Linked DNA regions of Mus musculus: region 2 is linked to region 1. Evidence: chromatin contacts called from public Hi-C data. All regions are on one chromosome and are shown on one strand. The core of a region is the stretch at or near the end of the contact, and the rest is flanking DNA. Distances in the headings are between cores, read along the strand shown. Region 1 overlaps Kif11 (kinesin family member 11). Region 2 overlaps Ide (insulin degrading enzyme).

Region 1 (2,899 bases), core at 122-2,621:
TTCATGTATGTCAATTTCACAGTTTTCATTTTTAAATTTTTCTCATTATCTTTCTTTTCTATCTATCTTATTATCTATCTATCTTGATGGTCTCACTAAGTTGATGAATTTGAATTTAAAGTCACAGTGTAGCACAGACTGGCTTTTAATTTGTGATCCTCCTGGCTCAGCCTGAGTGCTGAGGTTTGCAGCTGCGCACTAACATGTATCAAACAAACAGAAACCCAGCGACTCAGGTGGCAGTGTCACTAGAACCTGTCTGTCCCATTGAACATGTCAGCTGTTTAGGCAAGAGATGAATGTTTTTGCTTTCTTTGTAATAAATTTTAGAGGTTCTAATTTTTTTTTAGACTTTTCTAGAAGCTTTATCAAATTAGCATGTTATTACTAGAAATAAATTTCCCTTTATAACTGAGCCAAATTCATTTCTTCTAGGTATTACTATTTAATTTCTTGGATCCCTTCCTAAAAAAAAAAAAAAGTTTTATTTTGTAAATTGTGGCTGATATATGTACAGTGTGCAGCATAACATGCATGTGGAGGCCAGAGGATAATACCTTTTCTTTTCTTTCCTTGTGGATCCCAGGGATTCAACTTGGTCATTAAATGTTGTGGCAAGCATTAACCCAGTAGTCTCCCTAGAAATTTCCTTTGAATAAATTGTCTTGCAACTTTTTTTTTCTTGTGGGAATATATACTTAAAGATTTGCTCATTGGGGGCTTCAGAGGTTAATAACACTGGCTGCTCTCCCAGGGGACCCAGGTTTGATTTCCAGCACCCACTTATGGTGGCTCATAACTATCTGTAACTCCAGGCCCAGGGGATCTGATAGCCTCTTCTGGCCTCCTAGGGCATAAGGCACGCATGTGGTGCATAGACATACATGTAGGCACAACACCCATCACATAAAGTAATAAATATTTTAAAAAGATTAGCTGTTTGATCAGAGAGAGAGTGTGTGTGTATATGTGTTTTTGTGTGTGTGTGCTTTTTGTGTGTGTGTGTGTGTGTGTGTGTGTGTATGTGTGTGTGTATGTGTATGTATGTGTGTGTGTGTGTGTCTGTGTGTGTGTGCATGTGTGTATGTGTATGTGTATGTGTGTGTGTGTGTGTGTGTGTGTGTGTGTGTGTGTGTGTGTGTGAATGCTTCCTTTTGAGATAAAGTCTCATGTAACAGCTTTACATCCCACAGCTGGGGTGACCTTGAATTACCTTGAACTGTGTGTGTTTTAACCTGATCCTTCTGTCTCTACCTTTAAAGTGCTGGGGTTGTAAGTATGTTTCACAATAAATATAGTTCTCTCTTTTTAATAAACTTCTGTCTACTATAAGCTTTTAGATACTAATTTTAGAATATTCTGCTTAAATCTGGTGACTCATGCCTCTGATTTTAGCACTTGGGAAGCTGAAACATGGTTGACCGGAGTAAGGATCATCTCAAATGAAGAAAAATATATTCTAATTTTAAAATTATTCTAAGGTATACTTTAAAATTATGTGCTTTTTAATATGCAAAAGTTTATAGAACATTCATATTTAAAATTTTTCTTGTATGACAATTCTTTAATGCAGTTATTGTAGATTCTACAATAGACTAATTTTGACATATTGAAAGTGGTCTTAACTTCATTTAAATATATTTATGCCAAAGTTCATCTCTCTTTTCTTTCTCTCTCTCTTTTTTGTAGGTAACCTGATGTCTTCTAGTGTCTCTGCATTAGACACCATTACCACGACAGCACTTGAATCTCTCGTGTCTATTCCAGAAAATGTGTCCGCTCGTGTTTCTCAGATTTCTGATATGATATTGGAAGAGCAATCGTTAGCAGCACAAAGTAAAAGTGTTCTGCAAGGATTGATTGTTAGTAAATCTCTTAATGTTTTTACAGTGATCAGCCGTCAGAAACCTTGTGCTTGTTCTTTCAGCTTGAGCTTTGCTAGACACGGAGAGAGGACTATTGTCCCTCCCCCCCCCCATAGAAAGACTGGTTTCTTTTGAAAGAGGATATGGCTAAATTTTGAAACTGTTTTTACTCATTGGGTGTAGCTGAGAGTTGGAATACTTAAGCCATTGTAGTTCACATGTTTGTCATTTCAGCAGTTGTGAAAGATGGAGGCAGACTGGCGATACCTTTTTGGTTTTTTTTTGAGAAAAGAAAGATGGCAAAGGAGGCAAAGGATCAGGAGTTCAAAGCCATCCTTGGTTTTTAGTGAATTTAAAGCTACCCGAGGACCTGTCACAAACAAGGGTACCAGTTCTTTTTTTTTTTTTCCGAGACAGGGTTTCTCTGTGTAGCCCTGGCTGTTCTGGAACTCACTCTGTAGACCAGGCTGGCCTGCCTCTGCCTCCCAAGTGCTGGGATTAAAAACGTGTGCCTCCACTGCCCAGCCATATAGCCTTCCCTTCCCTTCCCTTCCCTTCCCTTCCCTTCCCTTCCCTTCCCTTCCCTTCCCTTCCCTTCCCTTCCCTTCCCTTCCCTTCCCTTCCCTTCCCTTCCCTTCCCTTCCCTTCCCTTCCCTTCCCTTCCCTTCCCTCCCCCTGTCTCTCTTCCCCCCTCTCCCCTCTCTCCTTTTCCCCCCTTTACCCTTTCCTCCCTCCCTCCCCTCTCCCCCCTCTCCCTTTTTCTTTCTGTGTGCATATGCGTATGTGTATACATGTATGCACAGGTGGATAAGGAGTCCAGGAAAAAAACCCTTAAGTATCTCTCCTAAGATTTGATATGTTATTATGTGTGTGGTGAGTGTATTTCTGTGGTGTGCACATGGAGGACAGAGGACAACTTTGTAGAATCTGTTATCTTCCAACCTTTACCTCGATTCTAGAGATGGATTTTGGGTGTCAGGCTTTTCAAGTAAACTAACACTAAGTAACTAACTAAGTCCCAGGGCTCTGCCTGT
Region 2 (2,899 bases), core at 141-2,640, 99 kb before region 1:
CTATTGGTTCCCCCAGGCTGACTGGAGCCTCTGAATGCTGCCCTCACAGTCGAATGCCTAGTGCTGCCATCAACACACTCATCTGCTCAATCCCACCCACTGTCAGAATCTCCAATTCTCTTTCCATTTTCATGTGTCAAGTGTATGTGTGTGTAGGGGGAGGTGGTGATGTGTGCATGTGGTAGTCCTAGGTGATGCTGTAAATTGTCCTCAATACTTTTCCACTCTACTCACTAAGGCAGGCTCTCTCAAGCAAACCCAGAGCTCGCCAATACTGTTAGTCTCCCTAGTGAGATTGCCTAGAGATTCCATCTCTTCCTTCCAAGACTGGAATTGCAAGTGGGCCTCCAAGGCCATCTGTCACTTACATGGTTCTAGCAAGCACTTTAACCACTAAGCCAGAAAACAGGCTCTGAGTGGATTCATCATGAATAACAAGTCGCAAATTAATATAATTATTTATGACTTATACTAGGGACCCAGCAAAGACACTCTTGCTGCACCTTGACAGAGTTTGATAAAGACACTGACTGGTCGGGCATAAGAAAGTGAGTTCTGAGGATAAACTAGAACAGGCGCACCCACAGACCAGCAAACAGTATCAGCACTGAAAAGAAACATCTCTACCTTAGAGTTAAAGAGCTCCCTCCTTGGATGGAAACTCCTTAGGTTGTACAGCATAACAGTAGCACACTGATGGGCCGAGTTAAATAACCTCTCCCGGTCTTTTCACTCTGAGCCTTTCCTTCCCTGGTTGCAATATTAAACTTGTCTCAGTGGGATTTAAAAAGTAAAATGTGAGCAGGGCAGTGGTGGCGCACGCCTTTAATCCCGGCACTTGGGAGTCGGAGGCAGGTGGATTTCTGAGTTCGAGGCCAGTCTGGTCTACAGAGTGAGTTCCAGGACAGCCAGGGCTACATACAGACACCTTGTCTTAAAAAACAAAAACAAAAACAAAAACAAAAAAACTACATGTACCTTTAAGCAACACAGTTCTTGCCTGGCAGCTGGCAAGATTACCACAGGCTGTTCTGCACTTCCTTAGTGAGCGGCCCCAGTTACAGTGACAGCAATCACAGATCTAAGCCTCTATAGGAAAAACACTTTTCTTTAAAGTGACAGTAAGCAGAAAAAGAGAGTCTTAAAGTCTAATTGCACAAGATAGCAAATTTAGAAACAGCAATTTAATCACACGTAAGCATGGGCTCCGGCACACGCACTCCCCAAAATGACTGACTTTAAGCAGCAAAGATTACTATTTAAATCATGATTTCTCAAGGGTGTGCGTGTGTTTGAAACATGTCATGTATGTGGGTACATGTTACATTGTGCATGTATGGAAGGTCTGAGAGAAACTTTGGAGAGTCACCGCAATGTGGGTTCTAGGGTTCAAATCAGGTCGCCAGGCGTGCACGGCAGGCATGCTTACTTGCTGATACACTGTGGGGTCCTGCTATATATATAGCCCATGCTCAAATAGACCTCAAATTCACTATATATCCCAGGCTGATCTCAAACTTGCCACCATACCCAGATGTCTTGTAGTTTCTGTGTGGAGGTCTTGTTCACTTTTAGTTAAATGCCTAAGTATTTTATGGTTTTGTTGTTTTTAATAAATATTTTAACTTCCCCATTTTCTGTGTTGCAATATACAGAACTGCAGTGGAGTTCGGGAGTTTGGCCTCATAGCCCACACCTCCTGCTATATCAGTTACAGCATCTGATTCACGCAAACTCTACCTCTTCTCCATCTAGGAATGAGCAGCTTCAGCTATATTAGTATTTAATTGTCAACTTTATTATTCAAAAAAGCAAAGTTCCTGACTTTTTTATTCTTTAGTATTTAAGTGAATTATCTGCAGCTGTAGGCATATAAGTAACTAGGCCATATATCTTAGCTTCTTTAACAACTAGTTTTTGAGTAAGATTTTCCGGATTACAATCAGCATTGAGTAACTGAGGATTAGACAACAACCATGGACTTACAATACTGGTACAAGACAGAGGCAGGCGTGGCGGGCACACCTGTGATCTCAGTGCCTGAAGATGAAGGCAGGAGACACAGGAGTCCAGGCTTATCCTCATGGCCAGCCTGGACCATGAGAGTCTTAAAAGACTGTAATTCTGAGTCTTAGGAGGGAGAGATGGGAGGAGCCATGAAGCTTTGAAGCCAGTCTGATTTACGTAGCAATTTATAGGCCAGTGAGGCTATAAAATGAGGACACACCCCCCCTTCAAAATACAGAACTTGGGCTGGAGAGATGGCCCAGTGGCTAAGGGCACTTGGAATTCTTCCAGGAGACTTAAACTCAGCTCCCAGCACCCACACTGGGTGACTAACAACCACCTGTAATGCCAGCTCCAAGAAACCTAATTCCCTCTGATTTCTAAGGGCATCCCACACATGGGGCACACAGCACTCAAAGACACAATTAATTGAATCAAAATAGATCTTACAAACAAACAAAGAAATTGAACACAAGATAGACTATAATTTGTTGTGATTGGATACATAAAACAGATTTAATTTCTGTACGATCTCATAACTTATTTTCACTGGGAAAGATTTCTAAACTTTGACCCTTAATGTATTTTTTTAAACAAAAAGTAAGGCATTTAATACTTTTATATTGATAAGGCATTTAATACTTAGCACTTAACATAGTCTGATAATAATCCATACTAATCTGAACGTTTTCCCCATTTCGTCACTAAATAAAATGCTCTAAATCCTCGCTCCAGATGGACAGTGTCAGCTGTGCTGGGTGAGAGGACACCTGGCCTGTGTCCATGGCTGTATTACTCTCGCCTGGTAATTTATCTGCTATGAGAGGCCAAGACTATAGGAAATCTGAGTTTGAACTGGTTTGTTTTTTTTTTCTCTTATGTATTTCTACCC

What was found. A called contact is a pair of places that touch in the nucleus more often than the background predicts.
Region 2: a Hi-C map of bone marrow-derived macrophages shows a contact between it and region 1, with 1.7 times the contacts expected there. A contact is called at or near these places in 13 of 484 Hi-C or Micro-C datasets (B cells, bone marrow-derived macrophages, embryonic fibroblasts and 7 more), 2 of 130 datasets of targeted methods (both in embryonic stem cells) and 3 of 9 other capture datasets (adipose tissue, embryonic stem cells and pancreatic islet).

The regions. Positions count from the first base shown.
Region 1 is chr19:37,405,305-37,408,203 of GRCm38.p6, forward strand. It overlaps Kif11 (kinesin family member 11), which reads left to right. Exons shown (of 22, transcript NM_010615.2): 14 at 1,690-1,862. Among named protein-coding and RNA genes, the nearest start is that of Hhex, 28 kb to the right of the region's middle.
Region 2 is chr19:37,306,356-37,309,254 of GRCm38.p6, forward strand. All of the region lies in intron 11 of Ide (insulin degrading enzyme), which reads right to left. Among named protein-coding and RNA genes, the nearest start is that of Ide, 27 kb to the right of the region's middle.